2 separate regions of the Mus musculus genome follow, and region 1 is linked to region 2. The links are chromatin contacts, called in public HiChIP or PLAC-seq maps. All regions are on one chromosome and are shown on one strand. The core of a region is the stretch at or near the end of the contact, and the rest is flanking DNA. Distances in the headings are between cores, read along the strand shown. Region 1 has its middle 28 kb from the start of C230024C17Rik. Region 2 has its middle 51 kb from the start of Rgs8.

What was found. HiChIP or PLAC-seq counts read pairs in DNA pulled down with a chosen protein or histone mark.
Region 1: an H3K27ac HiChIP or PLAC-seq map of the HPC-7 cell line shows a contact between it and region 2, with 6 times the contacts expected there. The contact joins two enhancer-like sites. A contact is called at or near these places in 1 of 15 datasets of contacts at CTCF or cohesin (CD8 T cells), 1 of 484 Hi-C or Micro-C datasets (embryonic stem cells), 6 of 115 datasets of contacts at active chromatin or transcription factors (the 230-238 cell line, CD8 T cells, the HPC-7 cell line and 3 more) and 1 of 9 other capture datasets (embryonic stem cells).

Annotation. Positions count from the first base shown.
Region 1 is chr1:153,706,889-153,712,083 of GRCm38.p6, forward strand. No RefSeq gene overlaps it. Among named protein-coding and RNA genes, the nearest start is that of C230024C17Rik, 28 kb to the right of the region's middle. Within about 2 kb of position 2,748, at least 20 of the 459 cell types and tissues checked have an H3K27ac peak or open chromatin away from gene starts, as enhancers often do. A contact at or near this core is called in the 230-238 cell line, CD8 T cells and the HPC-7 cell line, where this site is marked.
Region 2 is chr1:153,599,423-153,604,073 of GRCm38.p6, forward strand. No RefSeq gene overlaps it. Among named protein-coding and RNA genes, the nearest start is that of Rgs8, 51 kb to the right of the region's middle. Within about 2 kb of position 3,364, at least 41 of the 459 cell types and tissues checked have an H3K27ac peak or open chromatin away from gene starts, as enhancers often do. A contact at or near this core is called in the 230-238 cell line, CD8 T cells and the HPC-7 cell line, where this site is marked.

The sequences.
Region 1 (5,195 bases), core at 1,498-3,997, 110 kb after region 2:
TGCAGGATTGCTTTGCACAAGAGAAAGTGCATCCCATACTTCTAGCGTCCACCATCTACCAGGAGTTCAAGAACTAGCTCTCCCGGGAAACAGGGACTTTGTCTTGTCTCCACCAAGGAGAGGAGAGAAGAAAGTAAAGGCTGGGTGGCCTTGTACAACGCCTTACAAATCATCATTAAACAAAACAAAACAAAACAGCCAGGTGTGGTGGCGCACACCTTTAATCCCAGCACTCGGGAGGCAGAGACAGGCGGATTTCTGAGTTCGAGGCCAGCCTGGTCTACAAAGTGAGTTCTAGGACAGCCAGGGCTACACAGAGAAACCCTGTCCTGAAAAACCAAAAAAACAAAAGAAAACACCAAACCAAACCAAACCAAACCAAACCAAACAAAAATAGTGGGCAAAGGTGAAGGACAGAATCCCTGGGCCTAAAGCCTAGAGAACTGGTGGAAGCCACCAGCACAGGTGCAGAGACAGGCCAGAGAGTCTGAAGGTGACAACTCATTATAATATTAAAATGTATACTCCTGGGTGGAGATTTAAGATGCTAATGAGCTGTGTGGTGCATGAAGCTGTCCCCAGAACTTCATGTCATGGAGCACACACAAGGAAGTGTCCTGCTTTTAAAATGACTCAGCTCATCACATAAAAACTCTGCCCTGTTTGCAGCAGGGGACATTTGAGCCACTAATCTTTCTGGCTCCCTTCCACCCTTTGAAATGAATCTTTTTCTAATAAACTGTCCCTGTTTCTACAGCTATCCAACCCATATCTTCAATTCCTTGTTCCTGAGCTCAAAAACTTGGAACTCCCTCAGAACCTCCAAGTATCCCTGGAGCCCTGGTCCTGGCCAATATCACGATGTTACTGTATTCTTAGTGCTTTGATTCTTTAGGGTGGATTCCCAAGTCACTCATTCACGTCCATTTCCTTTGTCTCTTCCTCTGCTTCCCCATCCTGAGACCAAAGTTTCCGTGTCCTACATCACAGAGTTAGATCGAGTATAACAGCTTTTGACAGATTCTTCCAGGCATTAAATGTCCCGATAGAATTTTGTTTTCTATTTCCCCTGCATTCAGCCAGGAAATAGGAAGAAAATACAGCTCTTGAACATGGAGCTCCTTGAGTTTTGGAGGCCCACTTATGGGGACTGTGATGTCCCTGTGCAGAGGGAAGCTCAGCTGCTGTGATCTCTACCACTCTAGGAGGGTGACAGAGGAGGTGACCTGAGGTTGCATCTGAACGGTATCTATGGCCTAACAGAAAAAACTTCAGGCTTGAATGGTACAGCCTGGGGTACTGGTGATTTCTTCTGACACTGTGACTAAAATACTTTAAGAAACAACTTATGGGGACAAAAAAAAATTTAGTTTGACTCATGCTTTCAGCCAGTCACAAAGGGACAAAAGAAATGAAGGGTGAGGTTCTGTCCTGGGTGGCTGGGGGAAGTCACTAGCTTCCATCCATGCTCCCTGAGCTGTATACAATTCAGACGTGACAAGGCATGTGGTCTGAGCCTACTGTCTTCAACCTGTGTGTCAGGCGGGAATGAAGGGGAAGAGACACCAAGAACAGGCCTGGGAAGAAGAAGAAGAAGAAGAAGAAGAAGAAGAAGAAGAAGAAGAAGAAGAAGAAGAAGAAGAAGAAGAAGAAGAAGAAGAAGAAGAAGAAGAAGGAGAAGAAGAAGAAGAAGAAGAAGGAGTTCAGTGGAAAGAAGCTCTGGGAACACACATGGGTGTGAAATGGAAAGAGGGGCTTTTAAAAAGTGTTAGGCTCTGTGATAGTTTGGATGAAAATGCTCCTATAGGATTATGTGGAGTCGCACTATTAGGAGGTGTGGCCTTTTTGGAGTGGGTGTGACCTTGTTGGAGTAGGTGTGGCCTTGTTGGGGTGGGTGTGGCCTTGTTGGAGTGGGTGTGGCCTTGTGTCACTGGGTTTTGAGGTCTCAGATGCTCAGGCTATACCCGGTGTGGCAGTCCCTTCCTGCTGTCTGAGAATCGAGCTGTAGAACTCCCAGCTCCTTCTCCAGCACCGTGTCTGCCTGTGTGCCACCATGCTTCATGACAATAATGGACTAAACCTCTGAAACTATGAGCCAGCCCCCGCTAAATGTTTTCCTTTATAAGAATTGCTGTGATCATGGTGTCTCTTCACAGCAATGAAACCCTAACTAAGACAGGCTTCAGTCTTAGTTAGGTCCAGTGCACACATGCAGTCCCAGAACTTAGGAGACAGGCACAAGGGTTTGGATTTCAAGTACAGCCTAGGTAACATAACAAGTTCCAAGCCATCCTGCCTGATAAGTGAGACCCTGACCCAAATACCAGAAACAAGTTAACAACAGTTGTTAGTCGTGGCTTCAGGAAAATTACCTCCTTTTTCCTAAAGGAAGAACTTAGTCTGGGTCAGAAACAAAACTGAGATCAGGCCTGTGAGACAGACAAGACGCCCGAGGGAACAGTGCTGGTTATTTTCATCACAGAGACAGAGACTGAGCACATTCTATGTGTTAGGCACAGGCTATGTTTCTGTATACCTAAACACAACTTATTATCCAACCATTGAATGTGTCCAAATACTCATTTTCCAGACAAGAAATATAATCACGTCAGCTTCTTAGGTCAGCTGCAGTTAAATAGAGATAAACAGTGAAATTGGGAGTGAAGAAACCAGGAGTGGGGGTGGAGTGAGTGATGGAGGTAGGAGTTGCTGACCGCCACAGACAGGAAGTGTCATGTCCTGTCTGGGGTCACGCTTGCCTGTCTCGCTCAGAGGTGGGGGTGGTGTCTGTGAATTTTGAAAAGGCAGTAACTATGAGACTTATGTGTAATATCCCTGCCCTTAGTGAACGGCCACACTGCTGTCCTGGGGGAAGGGGACACTGAGATGATGTCCTCACCCAGAAGAGATGAGGCTGAGAGCTCTCATGCATTAGTTGGGATTTGGCTAAAGGGAGGCCCAGGGGCATAGACCCGTCATCCCCTTACTTGGTACAATTCTTTTTCAGTTGAAACTGTGGCCTGCCACCACCTTTCCCTATTGTTCCGTATATTGGAAATTCTTGTGGGTATTTTTGCTTGTCTTTGTGAGTAGGGAAAGAGGGCTTTTACTGTTGAAGCTCCTTTTTAAAAGATGCGATATAGGAAAGGAGATTATAAATAGGAAAGGTTATGTAAGTAGAAGTGATGGTTTTTATTCCTGCTGCCCATGGAGCATAGGCGAAGGTCTCTGAGCTCATCTTACCGGGAGCCTGTCTCCCTTCATGGGGCCGACCCAGATGGGATGCTCAGAATGGCATCTTATATAACACTGAGATAACTTGAATACAGTCCCTCTTCTCAGTCCATATTTGGTTTGGTTTTTCAATTAATTTTTTTTACAGTGTTTTCTCCCAGACAATGTGCCTTGATGATGATGTAAAGGAAAACAATACAAGCCATGCCTGTCTTCGATGACTGGACAGATCAGTGGGATGGCTAAGGGCAGAGTGGAGATCTTCCTGTTCAGTGAAATTTTAGTTACATCCTCAATCCATAGAAGGCAGAGGGGCAGTGTCAGCTGAGGTAGAAGTAGGAAAGAGGAGAGGAGGGGAGGAGGGAAGGAAGGGAGGAGGGGAGGGGGGAAGGAGGAGAGGTAGAAAAGAAGAGAGGAAGGGGAGGAGGGGAGAAGGGGAGGAGGGTGAAGTCAAGGGTTCCTTTTGGCAGACCTCATCTTTTCTCCCCTAGGCCCTTCTAGAGTTCAAAGAGCCCAGTTTAAAGGGCATCAGTTTCCACACAGCTTACAGAACGATGCAGGAGAGAATACTTGCATAGTTTAGGGATAGACAAAGAGCCTTAGGACATAAAAGCATCAGGCAGAAGAGGAAAGAGTCTTAGACTACATCAAAATTTAAAACGTCTCCTTGCCCAATGACAGCATCGAAATAGATAGGATAGCCCGGTCAGGAAATGATTTTTGCAGCACACGTTTGCCAAAAGGCTTGTATCTAGCACTCTTACAACTCAACAGAAAATCTGATCCTACCTAGAACAGCTTATAACCTTGACCAAAAGATGTGAACAAGGCCCATCACAAAATTATGTATCTACGTGGCCAATAAACCACATTTTAAAATTGGTTCATAATCATCAGGAAAGTGTGGAACAAATAGTTGACCAACTGATTGTTTTGTAGATAGTGATGCCAGAACTGGAAACAGTCTGTGTCCTTGCCAGTTCCAAGGGTTCCTGTATCTGAGGGTCCCTGTATTAGTCAGCTTTTTTTGTGGTTGCTAATGTGTGTGTGTGTGTGTGTGTGTGTGTGTGTGTGTGTGTCTGTGTTAGAGGTTTATTTTGGCTTATGACCCTAGATAGTCAAGTTCAAGACTAGATGGTTCCAGTCTTTGGGCCTTGGTTGAGGACAGCTCATCATAGCAGGAGAGTAGGGGAAAACCCACTTATATCACAAGCCAGAAAATCAAATAAAGAAAAGAGACTGAGCAGCCGGGTTCCATTCAGGACACATTATTAATGACCCCAAACCTCCAAAAGGAGCGTAGAGGAACCAAGCCTTGGACACATAGCCCTTCTGAGGTCATTGATTCTAACTAGAGCAAGCTCCAAATACATTTTTCCTTCCTTTGGCTAACCCCCTTTTTCTCATAGCTCTTTTTTTTCTTCCTCCAAATTATTTTAAACTATAGCACTAAAGCCACAGGGATACAGCCAGATTTCCACAGATGTCAATGGTTATATAATTTTTTATGTATAGCTTTACAGACCTCCTTTCTAAGTTTGCAAATGATGTATTACTGATCCTCTTTGGCAGGGAGCACTATCCAAGTGGGCTGTGGTTACTCTTCTCTGCAAGCCTGGAGGTCATCATTACTATCAGCCTAGCGCCATGATGATTCTCTTCTGCCCATAAACAGCCACATTTGTGAAGAATAAGTGACAACCCAGAGGAGAGCCAGCTGCACCAGAGCTCCAGGAAGCTCTCCCGGGGACTGGGGGATTTTTGGAAAAAAATCATCCAAGTCCCTCAGTGAGATTGTGCTGTAAATCCACTAGACCACACAAAGGGCTGGCAAAAGTGTGGCTGTGTAAAATTCTTACACAGTGGTGGTATGAATGCAAAGCAGGCCAAAGCACTTCAGAAAGAGACTTAGGCACTTCACATAAAGCTAAATGTATACTTACACTATGGCCCAGTTACTA
Region 2 (4,651 bases), core at 2,114-4,613:
AGCCATCCTTCACCATCTTTTCTCTGACACATTAAGCAGTAGTTCTCCCACTAAATGAGGAGGACTGTGCTGATCCTGGAGACGGTGAAGCCAGATGGGTTTCTGACCATGAGCAGTGTATTCATCATTTCAGAGCCCAGCATGACAGCTAGATGATGCAGTAACATTCTTCACTTCGGAATGAGGCGAGTCCATCAGTGCATAGCAAGTGTAGGAACGAACCTGTAGTTCTAACAGAGAGGGAGAGGGAGACTGTGGGAGAGAGACGGAGTCAGGAAGGGAGGGAGGAAGGGAGGGAGGGAGGGAGGGAGAGAGCCTTCTTTATTTAGTTCTCTCGCTTCCTTCTTGTTCAGTATCCTTACCATTAACCTTCAGCCTCATGACCCACAAAGTATTTCTGAAACTGTCTCTCCTGACTGCCTCCTGACCTGGCCTCTCTGCTCTGTCACAAACAAAGGACCTGCCATTAATCTCTGAGCTGTTTTCCAGACTCACTCTCAGTCTCAAGGTCCCTTGCTCCTTTGCTCTTATTAAGATTAAGTGCTTATATCATCTCTCTCCATCAATAAATGTCTGACTCTAGCTAAACCAATTTGGTTTTGATTGCTTTATTTTATTTTGTTGACTCCGTACCAGAACTACATGATTGCACATCGAGAGTTCTAGTTTGCTTTCTATTGCTGTGATCAAGACTGACCCAAAGCAACTCAGGGAGGGAAGGGTTTGTTTGGTTTACATTTCAACATTACAGTGCATCCTTGAGGGAAGCCAGGGCAGAAACTCAGGCAGGAACTTGGAGGCAAGAACTCACATAGAGATCACAGAGGAATGCTACTTAGAGACTTACTCTTTGCGGCTTGTTCAGCCTACTTTCTTATACACTCAGAACCACCTGCAAAGGAATGGCACCGCCCACAGTGGACTGGGCCCACCCACATCAATCACTAATTAAGAAAATGCTCCACAGACTCGACTACAGGCTCATCTTGTGTAGACATTTTCTCCTTGTGGTTTCCTCTTTTCAGATCACTCTAGCTTGTGCTAAGTTGGAGAAACACCAAAACCCAAACCCAAACTAACCAGGACAAAAAGGGCACCAGTGTTAGCATGGCCCATGGGCATGCTGCCCATTGCAGGAGTTAGATGCTTTTAATTTTTCAAAATAACACTGAGTATCTGACCTAAGAAAATTATAGTTCCATCAAAATGTGTGTGCGTGCATGTGCATGTATTTGTATGTGTGTATATGTGTGTGCTATTCTGAGACAGGGCCTCTCTGTAATTCTGACTACCTTGGAACTGTTAAAACGAGGCTAGCGCCCCCCTCCCCACACACTGATTTGCCTACCTCTGTGCTCCAAGTGTTTACAGGTGTGTACCATCATGGTTGGTGTAGTTTCATTAAACCCTTTAAGCTGATAATTTTAAAATATATTTCATGCTATTTTGTTTTTAAATTTGTATTTTCTTATGCTCCATAAGAAACTGCAGGCCTTCTTCATCCTTTCCTTTTTCCCCATCTTCTCTTGTTCCTTTGTTTCTATGAGACAGCTTAGGCTGGCCTTGAACTTGAAGTCCTTTGGCCCCAGCCTTCTGAGCCTTGACAGTCAGCTTGGAATTATTTTTGGTTTGGTTTTTGGACATATTGATTCCTTGGGCTCAAGGTCTTCCTGTCTCTATTTCACAAGATCTGGGATTACAGACAGCTGGACCATGCCTAGCACAGGCACTTACTTACTCCCTATTAAGCACCAAATACCGTTTTTTGTTTTTTTTTTGTTTTTTTTTTTTTTGAGACAGGATTTCTCTGTGTAGTCCTGACTGTTTAGGAACTCTGTAGACCAGGGTAGCTTTAAACTCAGAGATTGACCTGCCTCTGCCTCCCAAGTGCTGGGATTAAAGGTGTATGGCACCATGCCTGTCTTGGGTAGGTATTTTAACTCATGTATCTTTTTATTCAATATCATCAACAATAAAATGGGAAAAATCTTATTTCCACCTAGTGTAAATCAGAGCAAAGGACAGAGAAGTTAAGCCAACTCACTTAGATAGGCCCAGTGTGTGGGCTTTTTCTAATTCTGTAGCTTGTATTCTTTTTGTTTGTTTGTTTTCTTAATTTTTGGGGGGGGGTTGTTTTTGTTTTTGTTTTATTTTGTTTTTCGAGACAGGGTTTCTCTGTGTAGCCCTGGCTGTCCTGGAACTCACTCTGTAGACCAGGCTGGCCTCGAACTCAGAAATCCACCTGTCTCTGCCTCCCGAGTGCTGGGATTAAAGGTTACACCACCACCGCCCCGGCAAGTCTTTTTTTTTTTTTTTAACTAGATATTTTTTTAATTTACATTTCAAATGTTATCCCCTTTCCTAGTTTCCCCTCCAAAAATCCCCTATCCCCTCCCCCTCCCTGTATTCTTGTAATACAATGTATACATAAAGCATTAGCTTTGTATGAACCTTGAGCAAAGCGGTTATTAGTTATCTGCTATTGTGTAACAAAATTTCCCAACACTTAGTTGCTTAAAAAAAATAATAAATATGTTTTAGTTTTTCTGGGTCAAGAATCTGAGTATTGCTTAGTGTGGTTCTGTGGTGTTGTGGCTGAAGATGCTGCTGGATGCAGTCAATTCCAGGGGATCCATCTGCTTCCGAGCTCTCAGTGGTACTGGACAGCCTTTGTTCCCGCCTATTGGCCAGGAACCATGGCAGGCTCCTGGATAATGACTTCCAAAGATAGCAGGGCTAATCTCTGCACTGTGGGAATGGCGTCTTTAATGGCTGTATTTAAAAAAGGGTCTTCTTGCTGCAGTAAATACATGTGCCACCATGCTATCATGTAGGATTTTTTTTTTTTTAAAGAATGAGATGACAATTATTTTTGTGCTGACGATAGAAGCCATGCCGTTGTGATACCAGGCAAGTGCATTTCCACCGAGCACAGCCTAAGCCTCGTGCTAATGCTTTTGAGATGAGGAAAGTACTTTGAACCATCGGAGAGGGTTCTTCTCTGCCAGAAGTGGCCTTATGTGGGAGGCAGAGGGCGATTAGATACAGAAGGGAGGTGACGCGACTACAAAGGAAGAGACTGGAGAGTTGGAGCCATGAGTGTCAGGGTGTGGACGGACACTTGAAGGCTAAAAAAGCAAAAGTACCCTAGAGGCTCCCCCCGCCCCCACAAAGCAACCTTGTCAGCATCTTGATCTTGCTGAAGAGGAATGGATTTCTATCTTCCTGGCTTCCAGAGCTGAGAGAATACTTTTCTGTTGGCTGAGGCTCAAGCTTTAAAGTAATTTAGTCTATTGCACAGGAAGTAATGTGCTTCCCGTGGTCCGTTGTCACACCAGCTTCTCTGCAGCCTATCACATGATGTGGAAGATAGGTTTGTCAAAGTGAGCAAGCAGAAAGAACCGGAGAAGGGAGAGCTAGTTGAGCAGGATGCTGGCCACAGTATTAGAACTTGTAACCCTTTTATTGTGTTCTGTGATCTAAAAACAAGTCAATGTCTTCCGTCCATGCCACAGTAAAGAGGATTCCAGAGTCACAGCTATAGTTTGTATCTTAAGTATCCTCCAGAGGTTCAAAGGTGGAAGCTTGCTTGTGACACAGTTAGGAAGTGGTAGAGGGTTTAGATGCCCCCTGGGAGGTCTTCCTGTCTCTGAGGGCACAACCCTCAGAAGGGGATTGAGGGCCCTCAATCTTTGCTTGCCTTCTCTTCTGCCTCTTGGTCATAAGGTGAGCAGATTCGTTCCTCTGTCCATTTCTGCCATGATGTATCATCACAGACCCAGGACAATCTGGAAGCTTTAAAACTGTGAGTCATTTAAACCTTTCCTGTTTATAGCCTTGATTTCTTGACGCTTAAAGAAATTGTTATTTTGTGTATGTGGTGTGTGTGTGTGTGTGTGTGTGTGTGTGTGTGTGTGTGTGTGTGTGTGATGGTGAGCATGTGGGGATCAGAGAACAGTTTTGTGTAGTCACCTTCTGGGCATCAGACTCAGACCATGAGGATTGTGTAGTGAATGCGTTGCCCACTGAGCTATCTGGCCGGCCCTCGGGTCTCTATTATAGCAACAGAAAGCTGAATAACAAGCAAAAATTACATGGAGGCAAGGGCCATTAGAGGGTATAGTAGAAGCTGACTGCACAGTCATCTACAGTATTTGTTGTGAGAGAAATGTGTTCCAGAAAACATATTAAATTCAAGACAGGCTCCAGCTGAAGTCTGCCTCCTGCTTGTTCTATGGACAGAGAAGACTTTATTGGAGGATTTTTGTTGGAAATTATCCCCCCCCCAAGATAGGGTTTCTTTGTGGCCCTGGTTGTCCTGGAACTCGCCCTGAAGACCAGTAGACCAGGCTGGCCTCAAACTTATAAAGATCCACCTGCCTCTACCTCCCGAGTGCTGGGATTAAAGGTGTGTGCTACCACTGCCTGGCTTAGGAATTCTCTTATCCCTATGAGGCCTGTCCTGATTCACTCCATTCTACTGGAAAGCAATCCACAGCCACTCTGCTTCCTTTTTACACCAACCTTCAAGGTCTTATCTCTTTGATAGCTTTTTCATGACTAAGTAGACATTTGTACAGCCTCCCCTATCCAAAAGAAAAAAACACATGCCCTGTTTATCTTTTGTGAAAGAGGAAAAACACCCCTCTCT